Regions from separate parts of the Hordeum vulgare genome. Here region 2 is linked to region 1. The links are chromatin contacts, called in public Hi-C maps. All regions are on one chromosome and are shown on one strand. Each heading gives the region's core, a stretch centred on a gene start, on an enhancer-like site or on the middle of the called end of the contact. The rest is flanking DNA. Distances are from core to core; before and after follow the strand shown.

Region 1 (7,691 bases), core at 3,061-5,560:
TAAACGAAAGAGTTCTAAGAAATTATCGACCCAATCAAAATCGAATAACCCAATTTTAATTGAAGTCTTGAAGACCTCAACTCAATGTGACTCTTTAAAACTAAGAAGTATAATGTTATAAAGGTATAAATAAAATAATTAAATGAAAGAGTTTTGAAACATTATCGGATGTTACAATGTCAATTGAAGATCTCGATTGAATATGGGCTTTTCAATTTTAGGAAGATGGGTTCTTCAATTCTAGAAAGATTAGTGCTATCGTATATGCAACAAATCTTTAGATTATGTGTTATTCTCACATAGAACACTTGCTTTTTGCAATCTACTCCCTCAGTCCCATAGCAAGTTATAGCCCCCTTTTTTTTAGGGATGCAGCGAGTCATAGTACTTTTTTATTTTCTTTGTTTCTAAATATAAGTTTTTGTAAAGATTTCACTAGTAGACTACAAATGAATGCATATAGAAGTATTTTGAAGTGCAGATTTACACATTTTACTCCGTACAGGTATATTTTAAAGTGTAAATTTACTCATTTTGCTCTTTAACCCTAATGAAATCTCTTAGAAAACTTATACTCCCTCCGTATCATAATATATGACATTTTAGCAGTTCATTTCAGCTGCTAAAACGTCATATATTATGGTACAGAGGTAGTATTTAGGAACGAGGCGAGTAGAACACTGCCATCATGGATTAGAGATAAAGATTGCAGTCTTTCTAATTGGGCTGGAAATCTTTGGCCCCCGTTAAACCACTTCAGAAGTGAGACTGGATGGTTTTTTACTTGCTCACCGGTATCATCAAATTTTGTCATTTCCCTGTACACTTTCTACTTTCCAGATATATTATAGAGCAATCTAATTTCGATAGCTAATTTGTAGGATGTACTCCCACAACTTACTATTCGGCTGGAACAACTTTTGCGGCTAAACTACAGAAAGCTTATACAACAGGAATTGCAAACACTCTAGATGATCAGAAATTTCACTTGCCAGCAACCTGACTAGCCTTCGTGCTCCCCCAAATTCAAACTTGCATCACAGAGATACAAATAAAACATGACACAGGCACATAATAACAGTTCACGCAATCACTAATTTTCGAACATAAAATGCAAGGTTCAGATAAGAACCCACCATGTGGACGCTTCAGGACGACCAACGAACAAATGATCCAGCTCTAGAACATAGTACGACAGAGTACAGTACTGACATATTACTACAGACAACTAGTATTAGTAGTTCACGACACATGATAAGTGTTCAGCAGCAAAAGCAGACACACGGAGCTATGCCCACCAGAGCCATTCCCACAGGCAAAGCAGCTTAAGCCCTCTCGCCACGGATCCTCCTAGCCAGCTGAATGTCCTTGGGCATGATGGTCACACGCTTGGCATGGATGGCGCACAGGTTGGTGTCCTCGAAGAGACCCACCAGGTAGGCCTCTGCAGCCTCCTGAAGGGCAAGCACCGCATGGCTCTGGAAGCGGAGGTCAGTCTGCACAGACACACCGACGGTGCTTTTAGCTTACTTGATTGATAAGAATTTGACATAACAGGAGCATAGCAATGCAGTGCACAAGTTGATTGATCACCTTGAAGTCCTGGGCAATCTCCCTGACAAGCCTCTGGAATGGAAGCTTCCTTATGAGCAGCTCCGTGCTCTTCTGGTACTTGCGGATCTCACTGCAAAGTCAAGCACAAAGCTTACTCATTTGAGAATACTTTAAAACGAAACTGTATGCAGTAACACATGCTAGCATAGGTTGGAAGGCTTTACGCACCGAAGAGCAACAGTTCCAGGGCGGTAACGGTGAGGCTTCTTCACTCCTCCAGTTGTGGGAGCAGACTTGCGGGCAGCCTGTTGAACAGCAAAACAGAGTGTATGGTCAACCAAACAATAATAATAACATAACAATCCATCTATATCAACAAGATATCTGATAAGAAACTGGCCATGTATGAGCAACAGTTCATATTTTACAAGTTCGTTTACTCAAACCACTAATAATCTGTCATTGTTGCAGTGACAAACCTTGGTGGCTAGCTGCTTCCTTGGAGCCTTCCCTCCAGTGGACTTACGAGCAGTCTGCTTAGTACGAGCCATGATCAAAACTTTGGTTCACCTAAAGCAAAAAAGGATCATAGTCAGTCATATGAATATGACAATACCATAACTACAGTTCTCTAATAACCATGCATAGTTGCTAGCAAATCATTCGGTGTATTTCTAATTTTGCAAATAGAAGCCAGAAAAGAAATAGCAGTCCACTGATAAAATTATATGCTTCCTAGTTAGTATCTCATATAATGACTGAACGTCATCTTCACATAGTTATCTGCATATGCTGTTAGTTTTCACTTTACACAAGAATGAACATTAGCTAACTAGCAAGTTGGTACAATTCAGATACAATAAATCAATACTAGATGTTAGGCTATCAAAACTGTTCCATTTGCAATCTTATCATGATGGTTATGCAACTGCTTATCAATGCACACAATTCACTTCCACTATCAAAGCACCTAAGTACAGCAGTTTATCCTGGTCCTATCATTCACAGATACATAGACAGCAGGTTGCCCTCAACATCAAACTGAAACAGTAACCTAAGTACATTCACACTGACCATATATCATGCAGTATGCATACTTTAGATCTGGAGATGTCAATAAACACTATGAGCTCATGCAAATTCGTTCCAACCCTACAGTCTAATAGAAATGACCTGCCTTCAGATACCGAATTCTCCAAACAAGAGTTCTCTGCTCAAAAGATATAGCACACACTCAAATAATTCAAAGCAAAATTTATACAACTGTAATACACATGAGATTACGGATTAAACAAGCAGATTAACCAACAGAATTCGGTATCAATCCACACAATTCACTTCCACTATCAGAGCAACTAAGCATAGCAGTTTATCCTGGTCCTATCATTCACAGATACCTAGACAGCAGGTTGCTCTCAACATCAAACTGAAACAGTAACATAATTACATTTGCACTGACCATATATCATGCCCTATGCAGACTTTAGATACTGGACACGTCAATAAACACTATGAGCTCAAGCAAATTCATTACAACTCTCAGATACCTGCCCTCAGATACCAAATTTTCCAAACAAGAGTTCTCTCCTCAAAAGATATAGCACGCACTACAATAATTCAAAGCGAAATTTATACCACTGTAATACAGATGAGATTACAGATTCAAGGAGCAGATTAACCAACAGAATCAAATATTGCACAACTAACTAACTTGGATAAAACTAACTAGCAAGAATGAGCATCAAATATGCTTATAGTTTATCTTATCACAGGAATGAATTCAGATAAAATAACTCAACACTAGACATTAATCAATTGACACTGCCGCATTTGCTATCTTTTCAAAATGGCTATGCAACTGCTTCCATGTATCAATGCACACAATTCACTTCCACTATCAGAGTAATTAAGTACAGTAGACTATCATGATCCTATCATACCCAGATAGCAACCTGCCATATGTGAGGTTGCTCACAACATCAAGCTCAGAACAGTATCATAATAACATTTGCGTTGACCGCAGATCATGCTGGATGCAGACTTCCGATACTGCATATGTCAATGAACACTATGAACTCATGCCGATTTGTTCCAACCCTTACAGTCCTAAAAGAAACTACCAACCCACAGATACCAATTCTCCAAACAAGAGTTTCAACAACTCAAAAGATATAGCACGCACCACAATAATACGAAGCAGAATTTATACAACTGTAACAAACATGAGTACGTATTTGAGGTGCCAGCAGATTAGCCGACAGAAATCAAATATTGCACAGCTAACGAACTTGGGTACAACAACGGTGTACAAGAATCTACAGATCTGCGGAAATTCTTTTGATGGCTAAGACGCGAAACCATATATCGTCAAATCATGCGATTCGAACTCGAACTACATCAATCGGTCCGCTATCAAACAACAAAACAACGCCCAAAAGCATGGTAAGACCCGAAAGCATCGGTCGAAACAATAGAATCTGTAACCACGCCCAAACCCTAACCGCGCCTAAAAGTTCAAATCCGCGCCATGTTCATCACGAATCAACCGCCCCAGAGAGATTAACGCGGACAGGTCATCAACCACGGCGGGGAACGCAGGAATTAAGCTACCGAACCGACGCCGAATCGAAGAGGGCAAGGGGGAGAGGGTTACCTCGCGCGCTTCGGAAACCCCAAATTCGCCGAGAGGGGGAGGTTGCAGCTTTCAGGAGACTCGGAGAGCGGCTGTTGAGTAGTGATTTTTTTTTTCCCTTTCAGAGGATGAGGTGGGTTTTATACTCGGGAGCGGCCAGCCAGCCATGTCTCGGTCAGAGCGGACGACCTGGATGTCATGTTTTTGTGCTTGGCCTCGAGCGATCGGACGGCAGAGGCCAGCAGTTGGGCGGTGCCACGGATCGCGGTTGCTGCGCGCTGCGCTCCTATTGGCTAGGATAGGGAGGATGCGGATCGGGGATTAGTGTGCGGTGGTTCGACTGGTGGTCGTATACGGGTGTGTTTTTTCCATAGTATATGTACGAAAAATTGGCAGCCTCTCGTAGGTCGGACAAGTTGATGCGGCATACAGATCGCTGTGAGATCTCACAACATTGTAAGGGTCTATTTTTTTTAGCTTTTTTTGGCTTATAGAATAAGCTGCCCTTATCCAGCTTATTCTAGAAGCTCAACTAAAAATATATTTTTTAAAAGCCTATTAGTACAGTCTTAATTAGTAGGCTTCTAAATAAATAAATTTGGTTGGGCTTCTACAATAAGCTAGGTAGGGGGCAGCTTATTTCAGCTTATTCTAAAAGCTAGCAAAAAAGTGGGCCTAAGAGTAATTCGAACCGGTCGACCTAAACGGACACGTGTTTTGTCCGTATTTTGTTTGTTGAGTTGGGCCGACAGACATTTATATCCGGTTTTGTAATTGGATCGGCATTTGCATTCAATCCGTCAATGACTCATTTTTAGGGAGCGCAAAAAAACACAATAATTATTTTCAAGAAAGAAATTTTGTCGGCCTGAAAAGCGAGAAGGCGCACTTTTCTAGGTGTCTTCCTCATCATCGTCGTCGGAGCCGGTGAGGTCGACGAGCGTCGGCGTCGGGCCAGCGGAGTAGAAGGTCCTCTCGCATGCGGCGACGACTTCGTTTGTCGGTGGCTGCACCGATGCTAGTTGGGCAGTACATCGCTCCTCCTCCTCAGCTTCGGCCTCGCGTTCCATCCACTCGATCCGTCGGTCCTCTGTGTGCTCCTTCGTCAGTCGTCGCTCCCGCCGATGCATTGGCCCGCGTTGGACGGTCGTCGTTAATAAAGACAATGTTGGTTTTGACCAGATGTCACACGTGGACGGACGCAAACATGAGAAGGCGGACGCCGCGTATGCTTGAGTCCATGCCGACGCAATTCAGTCCTAAATTTGGGTCTGAAATGGGTTGGCACGAACGGGAAGCGGATGCGTTTCGAAAATGGGTCGGCGCGTTGGCCCTTCACTTTTACCTGTGACGACCCAAATGGACTGTGACAAATGAAGTGGGTCATCCGGTTAGAATTGCTCTAATCTCATAGAAACAAGAAAAGTACAAAAAGTAGATGACATGCATCTCAATTTATACAGTAGAAAGACATGTCATTTGATGTATAGGGTAAGATATTTTTATTAAGTCTAGGCAAATATATTTTTTTTAAATGTCAAGGATTGGTTCATATCCTACATAGGAATAGAAATTCATTTCTACAAACCAAGAGGCTATGTACGAATTTTTACTTTTAAAACCCTATCCTATAAAATTCCTACAAGTTTACTACTCCCTCCGCCTCATAATATAAGAACGTTTTCATTGTTAAAAACGTTCTTATATTATGAGACTGAGAGATTACAAATCAAAGAAGGTTGTAATTTTTTAAGATATCTTCAACTCCGACTCTCAAATCGCCTCGATACATTGGGACTGCAAAGTACATTCAACGCGGGATTGTATCGATCCATCAAGTGTTTTGTGTGTGCTTTCTTCCAAACCGGAGACAAACATAGGGTTTTGCGGGTGTCCGGACAACACCTACCCCACTTCGGACCATCTTGGTCCATCCAAAATCCCCCTCCCTTGCCGGAGCGTGTTTTCTTCCTATGCTAGTTGCCTGCACTCATGTCGTTGTAGAGCGATCGTTTTACATTAATGTCGGTCCAAAGCGAATGCAACCTCCCACTGGCTCCGCCACTGAAGCGGCACGCCGACCGAGGGTGTCGCCCGCTGCACGCCAAGCTAAGCACACCTCATCGTCTCATTCAGATGACGCCTACATTGACCCCACACATGTGCCGATAAACCTACTTCGGGCACATGTCCATACGTGAGTCGAATGGCATTAAAGACAACATGGGGTATGCTCCTCGTGTCTGCTCACTATTTCAAAAATGAGAATGCTATATCGATGAGGACCACGAGTAAGAGGTCATTATGGAGACCTTGGAGGTAGAAGTATCAGTGACTCCCATGGAAAATTATTATGAGTGAGTAAAAGAATTGCCCTTTTCGATTAGAAAGGCACAACTTGAGTACCTAAGCAAAGAACATATAGCGAGGAGGAAGAAAAGGCTACATGCAATATCTAGGTAGAGACCCGAAAAAGGAGGAAAAAATGAGAAGCCCATTGAAACAATGGATAAACACGTAACATGTTTTTTTAAACGTTGCATCAAGGCAGCCCGCGCTAGTAAGCTGGTAGTGCCTTGTTAATTTGGTAGCACATCTTGTTATGGGATTTGTGATATGTGCTCCTCTATTTAATGTAATACCTTATACCTTTTATCCTAAACTTCATGATGAGTTTTATGCTTGTGATGTACAACCTACACACATGGAGATAAAACTAGCAGGTGGTACTGATAACACACAAGTATAGGGAATCGTTTGTATCCTTTTCCAATAAGTAAGAGTGTCGAACTCAACAAGGAGCTAAAGGTAGAATTAATATTTCCTCAAGTTCTATCGACCACCGTTACAACTTTATGCACAACAATGTTTGTTATACCTAGTACAAGAAATAAACTACTTTCTGGGATAAAACTAGAAGTACTTTGTATGTGTAGTAAGATAGTTTTGCAAGATAATAAACAACATGAAAATAAAAGTTGTGTGATGTTTTAATAGAAGAACAATAAAGTAAACATAACAAGTGTGGGAAAGTGGTGGTAGGATTTGTGAAATTGTTCCTAAGCAATTGGCTAATTCACTAGATAGATATCAAGTGTTTATGTGGGAGAGGCAGATGCTAGAATGGCATCCCTTACTTGGAATTCTATGCCCTTATGAATGGAACTATTAGCAAGCATCCATAACTACTAACGTTCATTAAGATAAAACCTAACCATAGCATTAAGCTATACTTATCCCCCTTCAATCCCATATGAATCAATTTCTATGTTATCAAGAAGCTTCTGACACTCTTGTCCTCCAATGCATAGTCATATCAACATACAACTAACCCTATGGTGTGATCCACGTGCGGTGTCATATGATGGGCACCAAAGGACAGCAACATAACCACAAGCAAATTAAACCAATCATAGTAATTCACCAACCACACAGAGAACAAGAAAAAATATACTCAAACATCATAGGATGGTAACACATCATTGGAAAATAATTTGAAGCATAA
Region 2 (7,691 bases), core at 2,778-5,277, 310 kb before region 1:
GGGGGCAGCTTATTCTAGAAGCTCAAAAAAGCCACCAAAAGAACTGGCCCTTAATCCCTGTGGGAGGTGTCACCCATTTACAGTATGTTGACGACACCATGATTATGGTGGAGGGGTCCGACCTTGACGTCGTTAATCTTAAGTTCCTACTCCTTTGTTTTGAGGCCATGTCGGGACTTAAGATCAACTTTGACAAAAGTGAGGTCGTCGTCTTGGGTTACTCGGCAGCCGAATAACAACGGGTCGTGGACAACCTCAACTACAATTTGGCGGCCTTCCCAATTGCATATCTAGGGATGCGATGTCCGACTCGAGGATTCTGTTGAGTTAATTTGACCCACAAGTGCGGCGAGTAGCGTCTCGAATACCTTGGTGTGGGCGGCTCACCTCTAAGGGGAGTAAATATGTCCTTATTAGCTCTAACCTCGCGAGCCTCCCCATGTATATGATAGGGATGTATATCCTACAGGAGAGCACTCATAGCTCATTCGACAAGGATCTGGCAGGGAGCCAACGGTCACCAGAAATATCATATGATCAAGTGGGCGGACATTTGCTTGCCTAAGGATCGGGGTGGATTAGGCATTATTGCCTCGTGCCGCATGAACGCCGCCCTCATGTTTGGCGGATCTTGCGGGGTGAGGGTGGCCTGTGGCTGCAGCTGCTTCAGGCAAAATACCTAAGAGGCGAGCCTCTCCTGGCATGCTATCGCTCAGATGGTTCCCGGTTTTGGAATTCCGTCCAACGGATCAAGGAGGATATTCGTCTAGGGGTTTACTTCACAGCAGGAAATGAGGAAGGAACCCAATTCTGGTTGGATCCATGGGTTGGTGGCGAGACACTCCAGGTGGGTTTCCCTAGGCTATTTGCGTTGATCCGATGCTCTTAGTTTCCACGGCCTACCAGGATGGGTTGTGGAACATCTTGTTCCGTCGCACATTTGTGCATGAGAAAACTGTAGAGTGGGCTAGATTGTGGGCAGCCCTCCCGCCGGTTATGCCAGATTATCTAGATACCGTTTATTGGAGTCCTTCACCTTCAGGTGAGTTCTCCGTGAGCTCGACATACCATGCACTATGTCATTCGCTCACTATTCCTGTAATGGCGTATGCCCCCTCTGTGGGGTACCAAAAACCTACACTCACATCCTGTTTCGTACGTGAGGCACTGGGCCTGGGAGGCCTTGAACTTTGCAGAGTTCCTTGAGGCCCGAGCTACCCATACAAGGCGAAAATGCCGTCTACTCTGGCTAATCTTTGCGGCGATGTTATGGACGACTCGTAATAAAATGGTGATTGAGCAGGTTTTTCCATGGCAGAACTCTAACTCGTTCTTCAAATTTCTGGCTTTCTTGCAGCACTGGCACCCGCTCTCTAGACAGCGTGACCATGACAGGCTTGGGCTTATGCTAGATGCGGTTATGGCTACGGGTGTCACCTATCATCTTCGTAGGGCTGCCATGCCTACTGCCACTCGGTGGCCTTTTTTCCTATTTCTTTTATGCTTTCGTTGGGCATGATTGTGTTGTTGCCCCGGTTGTCCTACCTTTATGACTCTTGGACTTGGTTGTATGGTCTTTTACTTTATCTATATAAAGCGGGGTGGAACCCTATTTCGAGACAAGGTGGAAAGTTTAGTCCCACCTCACGAGTGGAGTAGAGTTGGGACTAACATGTAGGAACTATCTTCCACATCCCATTGGAGCATGAGAAGAGGAGTGGTACATGGGCACTCCTCCTCCACCACCCACCTCGCCTCACCCGCGCACATATGTTTCGTGAACGAGTTGGGTTCAGACCTACGTCATGTGTGCGCTTTATCTTCGCCGGTTGGAAAAGGATATTTAATTGCTAGAGATTGCAGAATTGCGGTTAGAGCTTCAAGAAATATAGAAGAATTTAGCTAACCCTCCTCTGGCGCTCCCGTGGGAGACAGAGGAGGCTTCCCGCCGCCGCCGGCCCCAGACCACTCTCCCCCTCCTCTTCCCTTGCCGACGCGCTGGTCGGCCGGCTTCGCCTTCTCCTCCTCGCCTGGTGAGGTCGTCGCGGGACAATCTGGCTCGGCCAGGACGCGGTGCTGCGCGGGGCGCGGCGGCACTGGAGGCCGTGGCGGTGGCGTGGAGGGCTGCGTGCGGGTGAGCGCACGGGGCTTCGTGCGGCGGTGCTTGGCGCCGGGTGGATGCGGGTCGGCCGGATCTGTCCTGGGTTTTCGACCAGCGGCGCGGGGTGGCAGGTGCGGTAGGGTGCAGGGAGCGGAAGGCACGGGCGGCGGTGTCCTGTGCTCGGCCGTTGGCGCGGTGGCCCGTGCTGGCGGGGAGTTCGGCCCTCCCCGTCCCTGATCTGGATCGGCCAAGTGTGGGGGCGTCGTCTGCGTTCCTCCCCTCCGGTTGCTCGTTACGCGGGTGCGTGCCCAGCGGCTCCGACGCTTGGAGCTTGCCGGACGGTGCAGGTTGGGTAGTGGCCCGGTGTGGCTGCTGCTCCGGTCATGGATGGCTCCACGGCAGCTTGGCAGGTCGACTGCGGCGGCGGCTGACGTGTTCCGACGTCGGCTTGTCCGTAGGCGGCCTGGGACAGCCTTCGACACCTCTCCTCGTCATCCGGGCACTACCCTCATTGAAGGGTTGGACCTTTCCCAGTTGCAGTTCATCGCTCGTCTCGCGTCCGGTATAACAGGACTGAGCTCGTCTCGCGCCTGGCTGCAGGATCGAGCTTGTCTCGCGTCCGGCTGTAGGACCGAGCTCGTCTCGCGCCAGGGGCTACAGGACGGGTCGCCAGTTGGGTCTCGGTGCTGGGTGCCGCCCAGGGGTGCGAAAGGCGCGGCCTTTCCGCTCGTCTCTTTGATTGGGGCAGCGGCAGGTCTCAAGTGAGGTGGTGTCAAGGTATTGGATGTCGGGGTGGTGGTAGCGCGGTGCTCATGGGCAGAGATTGTGGCTTGGTGCTGCCTGGAGACCATGGTCGTGTGGGCGGCGTGGTAGCCAGGGTGTGGCGTTCGGTGGCGGTGAGTGGTTGTCAGGGTGAAAACTTGTTCTATCTTCGATCGGACCGGTGGCGGCGAAGATCGTTCCCTTCTTAAAGGCGTCGTCGCGGCTCTCATTGCCCTCGTGTTACTACAGGGGAAACTCTGATTCTAGGATCGGGCGGTGGCGGCGTTCCGATGTCGAAACCTTCCTGAAGGCGCAGTCATGGAGCCCATGGTTCGCCGTATGCGGCTTCATCTCTTCACGCTGACGTGTTCACGGTTGAAACCCCCAGTTACTCCCGTAGTGTTAGGGATGGTATTGTTGCGTTCAGCGTCTATGTATCCTGCCTTGGGTGTGTGCGTGTATTGTGATGGCATGCGTTTGTTTCGGGTTGTTGATGGTCATTGCTTTATATATAAAGCGGGACCAAAGCTTTTTTTTTAATTAATTGCTAAGTAATACCAGTCATTAAGTTTTATAAGGAGGTATGGTTTGTTCATCCCGCTTTTACTACTTAAATAGTATGTTGATAGATATGCCTATTCCATGCCTGGTCCGCACTCGCATGATTAGCTTATTACAATATGAGATTAATATTGTTAGCACTGTCTTCATAATTTACTTATGGATTAAATTAATCGGAAAATTGCTAACATATCGGACAAGACCTTTAGTTCACCCGAAACTGCTAGTCAAGCAAGCGCACACGTAACTTACGGATCTGAGGTGATTGGATTCGTGAACACGGCGGAAGAGAAGGGGGCGAGGTGGCTAGGCTAATAACCATACCAGGAAGAGGAGGAAGTGGGCGAGGAAGCGGTCCCCGCCGCCGCTGCCGTTGGAATCGGAGAGGCCACGGGAGCCCATGAGCGAGAGCACCCTCTGCACCTTTTCTAGCTCCAGCAGCGCCTCCATGGCGTGGTGCCGTGCTTCCGCTCGATCTTGGTTTGATTTCAGGTTCGATTTCAGGTTTGTGCGAGTGAATTCACTGGAACAGAAAGGAGGAAAAGATGGAAACGAGAAGGTTGGGCCCTGACTGCAAATAAGCTGGTCCACATGGGCTGCCCCAGTTGTATCCGGCCGCCAGGCTAAAGTTATAGCTTCTTCTCGAAATCATTAATTGAAGACTACTTCTTTATCACTCTCACATCCTCAGGTAACCATAAGCTAGTTTAAATATTTTATTTTTTAAACCGTCTTTTCAAAATGACACATATAATGCGTCATTTTTCACAATCTGAGAAGGTGAAAGAGATCTTTGAAAAAAATACTCTTGAATTAGTGATTTTGAAGATTTAAATGCACGGTTTAAAAAATAAACATTTTAAAAATACAGATCTATAAAAAAATAAAAACTCTTAGGTTACGACAAATGACATACATGCAATACTTCAGCTGTCACAATATAAAATGGTGAAATTGACATTTAAAAAGAGTATTTTTTTAATTCATGATTTTGGTCCTTGTTGGCTAAGCGCCACAAAAGGGAACCGGCGCTTAGGCGCACCCCTTCTAGATCGGCCCATTATGGAGGTTTACGCTCGATGGAGCAGCTCCAATTTTCCCTCGTTCTATGGTCACGGTTGAACACAAAAGGTTCATAAAAGCGAAAATGGTTCATAAATTTTGAAATGTAAGTTCATGAATTTAAAAAATTTCACTCTGATCTAAAAAAACTTCACAAATTTCTAAAAAATTCATGGATTTTAAAAATTAGTTCATGAATTTGAAAAATGTTTTAAAAAAAGTTCGTTGAACTGGAAAAAAAGTTCACAAACCTTAAAAAGTTCATCATTTTTTAGAAAAGTTCATGCGTTTGAAAAAAAAAGTTCATCAAATTTCAAAAAACAAATCATCAAAAATTGAGAAAAGTCACCAATATTCAAAAACGTTCATGAATTTTGAAAACTAAATCATGAATTTGGAAAGAAAACAAGGTTGCTCTTTTTTTTTAAAACAAAAAATATATATAATATAAAATTGAAATGAAAAAAGTAATAAAAAGAGTAAATAAAAGTAACAAGAAAAAAAAAGAAAAATCAAAGAAAAACAAGTCTTAAAAAAACTAAATTCAAAAACCGGGAAACCCGCCCTTCCATTGGGCCGGCCCATGACTGACGCTGCAGGCGCCGGTTAAGATAAATGCACTTTAACCGACGCCTGCAGCGCCAAATAGGATTAGCCCAAAAAAGCTCTCTCCAGTTGCACCCCTTAGATGGCCTGGGCCAGGCTTGAACGCCTTTAGCACCCATTAACAAAATGCATGATATAACTCGTGCAAAAGGCGCCAAATAGAATTGAGGAGTACAATTGCAGCTCAAGCAGAATTTTCTATTTGAGCTTTTGTTGATGCCATGGCTATGTATCGTCAGTAATCGATTCCTAATAAGAATCAGCTACGAACAACAGCATCGTGCCGGCCCATTTTGGCGTGGTTGACCGCTACGCGCCTAGTTAGCTTTGCTTCGTCTCAGCTTGTAGTGGTAGCTCTAGGGTTCGCTTGCTCACTTTTCCTTTGATTCTTTTTTATCTATGAGCTTTTTTTTGGTTTTCTTTGTTTTTGTTACTTTAGTTTCTTTGTTTTCTCGGGGTACAGTTATTGAGCACATGTGACACATTTTTTTATACACGCCGAACATTATTCAAATACGTGATGTACATTTTTTTAAACATGTTTTGAACACTTTTTGATTCATGGTAACGCTTTTCCAAATACAATTTTTACAATAAACTACGTGAACATTTTTACGTTGTACAAACTTTTTAAAAACATTCACAGGCATTTTGGGGAAACACACGATATATATTTTTACATTACATAAAAAATGTTGTTTATGTATTTTATTCAAAAAAGTGCATAGACTTTTTTGAAATATGGGAACATTTGTTCATTCCCACTATTTTTTTTTAAAAACATTTTTTAACCGTGATAGCAAAATTTTACACTATGTTAACATTTTTAAATCTCATGTTTTTAATTTTCCAAAATAAATTTATGTTTTTAAAATACAAGTATTTGATTTAAAATAAAAATAACGTAAAAGGAGATAAAAGAAAATAGGGTCATGCCAGCATGACATCAACAGAACGAGCCACGTCCAACTAGGTCGACCCACTATCGTTGCGTGTAGGTAAGGTACCTGTTAGGAATAGGATTAGATCACGTGAGGAATTACTAATTATCACGTGTAGATTAGTGAACCGACATTGTAAGATTAGCAGTTGCTAATCTCTCTCTCATCTTAACGACTGCTACCTGCGGTTGCTACTTTGTCTCACACATTGACAACCGCTCGTGTAACTACTCCTTGTATAAATAGTCGCAAGCAATGAGAATCAAACACTTCGCACAATCACTTTCACTTTTTACACGTTATCAGCACTGCTTTGTCGAAAGAGACCAGAGAGCCATCACGGGAGCGAGAAGAAAAAGGTGAGAACATGCCAGGAGAAGACCTGCCATCCCTTGATTTTGCCTTCGCTCGCTACATCCAGCGGGAAGGCCGTCGTCGTCGCTTTCCTCGCACTCATCACCACCATGCTGCACATCGCTGTCATGGACTTGGGGTAACGAGTGGCCCTCGACGCCGCTTTTTCGCCAGGAACCACTTGCAGAACCGTCACCGTGGCTATGCCCGGCGAGGCAAGCACCAACGGTGCACCGGGCTGGACCCTCCGCTCCGACCTCCGCTGCAAACGAAGACATACCTGCAATGCATCAGGCTGGGCATGTTGGAATTATGCCCTAGAGGCAGTAATACATATAGTTATTATTATAATTCCTGTATCAAGATAATCGTTTATTATCCATGCTATAATTGTATTGAATGAAGACTCATTTACATGTGTGGATACATAGACAAAACACCGTCCCTAGCAAGCCTCTAGTTGGCTAGCCAGTTGATCAAAGATAATCAGTGTCTTCTCATTATGAACAAGGTGTTGTTGCTTGATAACTGGATCACGTCATTAGGAGAATCACGTGATGGACTAGACCCAAACTAATAGACGTAGCATGTTGATCGTGTCATTTTGTTGCTACTGTTTTCTGCGTGTCAAGTATTTATTCCTATGACCATGAGATCATATAACTCACTGACACCGAAGGAATGCTTTGTGTGTATCAAACGTCGCAACGTAACTGGGTGACTATAAAGATGCTCTACAGGTATCTCCGAAGGTGTTAGTTGAGTTAGTATGGATCAAGACTGCGATTTGTCACTCCGTGTGACGGAGAGGTATCTCGGGGCCCACTCGGTAATACAACATCACACACAAGCCTTGCAAGCAATGTAACTTAGTGTAAGTTGCGGGATCTTGTATTACGGAACGAGTAAAGAGACTTGCCGGTAAACGAGATAGAAATAGGTATACGGATACTGACGATCGAATCTCGGGCAAGTAACATACCGAAGGACAAAGAGAATGACATACGGGATTATATGAATCCTTGACACTGAGGTTCAAACGATAAGATCTTCGTAGAATATGTAGGATCCAATATGGGCATCCAGGTCCCGCTATTGGATATTGACCGAGGAGTCTCTCGGGTCATGTCTACATAGTTCTCGAACCCGCAGGGTCTGCACACTTAAGGTTCGACGTTGTTTTATGCATATTTGAGTTATATGGTTGGTTACCGAATGTTGTTCGGAGTCCCGGATGAGATCACGGACGTCACGAGGGTTTCCAGAATGGTCCGGAAACGAAGATTGATATATAGGATGACCTC

The links. Hi-C and Micro-C count contacts between places; a contact is called where the count stands out from the background.
Region 2: a Hi-C map of leaf shows a contact between it and region 1, with 2.3 times the contacts expected there. The contact joins the promoter of LOC123426875 here to the promoter of LOC123426872 in region 1. A contact is called at or near these places in 2 of 6 Hi-C or Micro-C datasets (leaf and seedling).

What each region holds. Positions count from the first base shown.
Region 1 is chr2H:504,519,606-504,527,296 of MorexV3_pseudomolecules_assembly, reverse strand. LOC123426872 (histone H3.3) reads right to left here and starts at 4,310. Exons shown (of 5, transcript XM_045110771.1): 1 at 4,208-4,310; 2 at 2,034-2,124; 3 at 1,783-1,859; 4 at 1,594-1,684; 5 at 1,073-1,496. The coding sequence starts at 2,105. The coding sequence ends at 1,326.
Region 2 is chr2H:504,833,815-504,841,505 of MorexV3_pseudomolecules_assembly, reverse strand. LOC123426875 reads right to left here and starts at 4,027. Exons shown (of 14, transcript XM_045110775.1): 1 at 3,749-4,027. The coding sequence starts at 3,874.